Regions from separate parts of the Lactuca sativa genome. Here region 1 is linked to region 2. Evidence: chromatin contacts called from public Hi-C data. All regions are on one chromosome and are shown on one strand. The core of a region is the stretch at or near the end of the contact, and the rest is flanking DNA. Distances in the headings are between cores, read along the strand shown.

Region 1 (3,457 bases), core at 323-2,822, 200 kb before region 2:
AACATAATTATGGTCATACCCTAATCCGATTTCATTAATCGAAGTCCCGATTCTCTTCTCTGTAGTGAAATCGAACGGGGTTTGGGCCACAGGTTTGATTTCGCCGGTTGGGATTAGGGTTTCGTCGACCGGAGTGATGTGGTTTGCGAAGATTTGGGCGGTGTGGTTGAGGATGGTGGTGCCGGAGTTGTGGCCGGCGAGGTTGAAGTAGGTGTGTTGGGCGAGGTTGACCGGAGTTGGTTTGTTTTCCGGTGTGGCTTCCATGGTGAGAGATAATGTTGTTTTTGATGTCAGGGTGTAGGTTGCTTTCACGGAAAGGTCTCCTGGGTAACCTGATTCCAAACAAGATTTTGAATTTATTAAAGGAAAATTATGTTTTGAAGAGCATAAATACAAAATCCATTTCCATGGAATCAACCATTCCATTCCTTTTCTGATTCCATCATACCAAATTACCTTCTTCCCCATCACGAGCATGGTATTTAAAGGTTATTGATGGATTGTCTCCCTGTTTATGCTCAACGACTTCCCAAACAACCTTGTCAAATCCTTTAAGCCCACCTTAGAGCAAGAAATAGGAAAACAGAATGAAAACTAAATAACACTATAAAGAAAATTGGTAATTGACCCTAATTGACAACCATATACATTGATGAAAAATTCAGAAATTACTACATACCATGGAGACTGTTTGGACCATTGTTAATTGGAAGAGAATATTCAGTCCCATTGAGTGTGAACTTCCCCTCTTTAATCCTGTTTGCAACTCTCCCAACAATGCAACCAAAGTAGGGTGCAGAACCATTCTGATAGATCAAAAAATAAACCACAAATTTAGGGTATATAATGTATATGAAATCAATTTCAAAATCGATTACTATACGCATAATGGGTTCAAATTAAGAACCTTTAAGATCGAATTGATAGAAACAACATTATTCCAATTCGTATCACAATTATAACCCTAAATGTAGCTATCGATCTTTCCCAAATCCTACAGTTTTCTTCTTTTATCTCAAAATTTGCATTATCCTCATACGGACTGCGTATTTAGTTAAACCCTAATTTTGGGGAAACTTCGGATCAACAAGATGATCGTGTTGCTTTCGCAGTGAATTGTAAAGGAACTCACCAGGTAGGGTTCGAGAGTGTCAAATCCAAGAACAACATCACCCAATTTTCCTGTTAAAAATCAAAATCCGAAACATCATCAGCGATTAAAGAGTTTCGAACGAGAAACGAGAAGAAAGAGGGGATAAGAGAGAAGAGAATGATACCGTCTTTATCAGGAACGAACAAGGAGGTGATGATGCAACCATAATTAGACACCATAACCTTCATTGTTCCATTGTTTAGTTCAAAGAGCTGTGGTTTCTGGTCCGCCATTGGTAACGATTGCAGTGATGAGTGATGAATGATGATCAGATCGATTATATGGAAGTTATATAACCATTAGAGGAGAAGAAATCGATTGGGTTTGGATTTAGATGCCGATCTACATAAAGAGTTCGAGAGATCCACGGAATGTATTATTGGACCCACGGAGGTGATCTGATGGAAGTTTAGATACCTGATACAGTTGGACGTGCTTTTATTATTTTATTTATTTAATATATTATGATGAAAGGTTATATATTATGAGTCCTATTATTTTATTTATTTAATAGTTTATACCTCGTTATAGGGATGAACAAAAGGACCGAATCAGCCCGAACCGGACCGGAACCGGAAACCGGTTTCGGCCAAAAGCAAGAACCGAACCGGCTTGGCGGTTCTACCGGTTCCCGGTTCCTACCGAAATAGTATCATACGGTTCCGGTTTTTGCCGTTTTGGTTATATCGGTTCCGGTTCCCGGTTTCAAAAATCCACAAAAATAACGTCTCGGTCCCGGCTCGACCGGTTCCATCGAGTTCCGGTTCCGGTTCCGGCCGGTTCCCCGGTCCATATGCTCATCCCTACCTCGTTAGAACTATGGGTTATAAAATGTAAATTTTCATAATAAAATTTATAATTAATTTATTATTTTAAATAAATTATTAATTAAGAGATATATCAAATTTTTAAAGTTATTATAACTTAAAATTTAACATATAATTAGAAAATATAAATTTGAATTGTGAAATGAATTACCTAATATATATCTACATGACACATAACATAATATTAATAAGAAGTTATATTAAAGTGATACTTACCAAAAAGAAGATTAAAATTATTTATTTATTAGAATAAGGATTTATTTGTTAAAAAGTTAATGAGTTGACAAGTCGGTCCTAAGATATTTGATTTCTCGGGAAAAAAACCCTTTAAATTACCAAAATTTATATAATAATTAAATCTAAGTTAATTTTTTTTCCGAAGGATCTTGGTGATAGACAAACTACGGATCCTAAATAAAAATATTCAGTAATTTATTATAAAAATATTGTTATTATATAAAATTATATGTAAATGACTTCAAATGAATTTTAAATAAAATAATTAGAAAAACTTCAAAATCAATACTATTACATAACATTTTAATAAAATCAAACATATAAATCATTCGGCCTAATATGTGTTATTATTTTTTTGATTGTTTATTGGATATAACTTTAATATACATTATAAAAGAAAGCTAAGTAATAAAAAAAGGAAAAAAGAAAGCAATTGAAAAAAAAGGATAGTTGAACCCTACGATAATTGACTGAATTGCAAGGAAATAAACTTTGAACTCGGATTACACATATTAGAAAGAAAAAAAAAAAAGGATCACTTATATGGTAAAAAAAAAAACATACAACTGCAGGGAATTGAATCTAGGTTAGGGATGGCAAAAAAACCCGAATCCGATGGGGAAACCCGATTATTTCGGGTCGGGTAACGGGTCGTTATCGGGTTCGGGGCAGGGAGTGGGTTATCCTCGCCCCGCCCCGACCCGCCCCGATTATATATATATATATATATATATATATATATATATATATATATATATATATATATATATATATATATATATATATATATATATATATGTTAATGGCACGCATCAAAGATAAAATACTTACTGTGGAAAATCTTTTTAGTTATTAACAATCCGGTGTGAACGATCATTTTTTATGTTTTGATGTATTACACTAAAATTAAATAAAATAATTTTTAATATAACGTCGATTTAATTTTATTAAAGTGATTCATCATACTTTTAATTTAAAAGGGAGACTAGAACACATATTTTTTATAAGACATCGGGGTATCCTAAAATGGAATAAAGATTTCGTTATGAATTGTTGTAAACCCGATAAGAAACTCGAAACCCGACTGGAAAACCCGAACCCATTGGGGAGCCCCGATAAGAAACCCGAAAGATATCGGGGCGGGTTTAGGAAACCATGCCCCGCCCCGAACCCGCCCCGTTGCCATTCCTAATCTAGGTGCCTCAGTTGATTGAGAATTGAGAGTGCTCCTACCAAGTCC
Region 2 (3,101 bases), core at 147-2,646:
GAAAAATCATAACTTCCTCATACGAAGTCAGATTTGGACGTTCTTTTTATGCACACTCTCGGTTTAATGTATTCTATGAATTTCGTTTAGAATACTAAGGTTAATTATCGCTCTATCGTAAATTCACTATTTACGTCGTGTTGTGTCGTATCGGTTCTGTCGCGAAACTTCGACAGGTCATAACTTCTTCGTTATAACTCGAATTTCTGCATTCTTTATATATCTGGAATCCTTGTCACGGCCACTACAACTTAGTTAAGATTATTCATTCTAAATAATATTCTATCAAAAAGTCAGTTTTGATGCTTATCGTCTCTAAATTGACTAGCAAGATCTACGAACGTTACAAAAAAGAACCAAGAAAGGCTCGCCGGAGATCGGAATCCCTTCCCCTCTCCTGTGTATTTTTTCTCCCAGATCAATGAAGAGGTTGCTGGAAACAACCCCTCACCATCATTGCCTTCATTTTCTCCTTCTTCGTGTTTACCAACGGATGGTAAAGTGACAACCGAGAGCTGTCGGAGCCACCCTCGTTGATGAAGCAACCGATTGCAACCTCCCTCCTTCCTCCATTATTGTTGTCGATTAAAACAACAATCCAAACACTCATGTGTGAGTTTCTTCTACCCTCAGACGTTGGATCGGCCCTAACATTGGCCAAATCGAAGTTTAAGGCTGCCGGAAATCGACCACCCCTTCTCGCGACTTAGACTGCTCGTTCCTCTCCCGAACAGAGGAGCAGACATAGAGAATGGATCCATGATTGGTTGCAGGATCCAGATGAAGACGGAAGTGACCTGCTGAAGAGAAGCATTAATGAAATCAAGTGAAACAGGAAGATGAAACAGTAGATGTGAGTGGTTTCCTTTTGAACAACATTTATATAGGTTTCTTTGAGAGCGATTTGACTTAGGATCAGTTCTTCTTCTTGTAGCCATTTTACAAATGGGTTTCTTGTAAATGGTATAGGTAAAATGTGTTTGTTTATCATATGAACCAGGAAATCGCCACTAACTCACTTTTGAGTGTTCTTAAACCGATCAAAGCCGCCTGAAACTCACCGGAAATTGATTTCTTTGACAAACAACGGTGGCGAGGGATATGAGAGAGCGATTGAGAATATGTAAAATGAGAGAGAGGGAGAGAGAGAGAGAGAGAAATTATTTTTTAATTGTTAAAATAAATAAATAAATATTAAAATTTAAAAAAATCAAAGATAAATGAAAAATACTATCCCAAGGGTATTATAGTCATTTCAATTTTCGGAGCGACTATTTTCACATACAAACTAGTTCAAAAGAACCACGAATCCAAAAAAAATCATAGTTTCGACTAATACACCAGAAAAATGACCCTAGAAAAACGCTTAGTACCAATGGGATTTTTGCAATTTTGTCTGAAATCATCCCCATTTTATACAAGTTGAAATCAAGAACCTGTTTATGGTCCGGACCCGTTTCTCAGGCCCTAGTTCTTGTTCGGGTTTGGGATCCACCAGATCGGGTGGAGCTTTTGAAGCGTACTCTGTTTACGAATTCTCCTACGCCTTCATCCTCCTCCGATCGCCGCCGCCTCCACTCCGCTCACTTCTCCCTTTCCCACTTTGCTCCGGCAGCGATACTCACAGGTAATTCTAAGCACAAATCACCTGTTACTAGTAGCGCTTGATTCACGGTTTGATTGTATCGAGATTATGAATAATATCATACGTCGAACTTGGATTTGCTTGTAGCATAGCGACTTTTGGCTCATGTGGTTACCTAATTTTACGATATTTGTGTTTATTAAGGCTAGAAATCCCTCCCAATTACAAATTCACTTGCTACGATAAAAATCATTAATGTTTAGGGTTCAGTTTTTCAGTTCAATTTCTTCAGTATTACCTGGATAGGTAGGTTCCCAGAATCGATTACTTATGTTTCGTTTTGCCAATTTCATTAGGAATCATCACTTTCATCCTCAAAAGACTCATTGAAGATTCTTAGGAAAGGTTGTCATCAACAATGAGACTCCGATATGCCATGGTATGCTCTTCAAATCAGAATCGAAGCATGGAGGCTCACTTCATACTCAAAAGGGAAGGCTTTGATGTTTCTTCATATGGAACAGGCACTCACGTCAAACTCCCAGGCCCTTCTTTACGAGAACCAAATGTCTATGAATTTGGCACCCCTTACAAACAGATGTATGAAGAACTCAGACGCAAAGACCCTGAACTGTATCCTCAATCCTCATTCTGTATTTCTGTTTATGCATGAATTTATGTTGAAATGAAAGTTCCACTTCAGTTGCCATTTCTTAATTATTACATAGCTATAAGCGTAATGGCATACTCCCAATGCTGAAGAGGAACTTGGGAGTGAAAACTGCACCTCAGAGGTGGCAAGAAAACATAGCAGATGGACAATTTGATGTTGTATTCACATTTGAGGAAAAAGTTTTTGATATGGTTGCTGAAGGTTAGTTTGGTCATCTTTACATCTTATAGTTTCCAGTTTTTATTTATTTTTATAAACTGTAATTATGGTTTTGATAATTATGTGTAGATCTTCATACTCGTGATCATATTCTTCTGAAACCTGTTTTGGTGATAAACTTGGAAGTAAAAGATAATCATGAAGAGGCTTCAATTGGTGCTAGGCAAACTTTAACATTGTGTCAAGAGGTTTGTGTCATCTCTTTTTTTCTTGCATTTAGCCCACTTTCTTTATTTTTAGTCAATTACCAGAATAAACTAATGAATGAAAGTATTATGTTGCTATTTGTTGCATGTAGCTTGAAGCGACTGATCGTTGGGAAGATGTGATTGATGATGTTATATCTACATTTGAGCAAAGACACCGAAGAAAAGTTGTATACACAATCTCATTCTATTGACTTAATGTAATGGATTGATTCTAGTTATAGAGCTTTATGGTGAGATATATAGTTGACTAGTGTTCATATGCTACTACTACTTCAATGTCTATGTAGCCAAATTTGATGTAATTCTTTTGGGATTTTAAAAAATTTAGACTTGGGGTAAGTTTTTTCGTCATTCCACACAACTTAAAGCTCTTATTTTAAACAAAAAAACTTATAATCCAAAAACGATTTCAAGT

Evidence for each region. A called contact is a pair of places that touch in the nucleus more often than the background predicts.
Region 1: a contact with region 2 is called in a Hi-C map of leaf, with 7 times the contacts expected there. The contact joins the promoter of LOC111882661 here to the promoter of LOC111882669 in region 2. A contact is called at or near these places in 2 of 4 Hi-C or Micro-C datasets (leaf and seed).

What each region holds. Positions count from the first base shown.
Region 1 is chr2:34,174,910-34,178,366 of Lsat_Salinas_v11, reverse strand. It overlaps LOC111882661, which reads right to left and starts at 1,572. Exons shown (of 5, transcript XM_023879034.3): 1 at 1,278-1,572; 2 at 1,133-1,182; 3 at 680-806; 4 at 457-561; 5 at 1-332. The coding sequence starts at 1,386.
Region 2 is chr2:33,974,657-33,977,757 of Lsat_Salinas_v11, reverse strand. LOC111882669 reads left to right here and starts at 1,396. Exons shown (of 5, transcript XM_023879041.2): 1 at 1,396-1,627; 2 at 1,942-2,218; 3 at 2,314-2,459; 4 at 2,547-2,665; 5 at 2,776-3,025. The coding sequence starts at 2,004. The coding sequence ends at 2,877.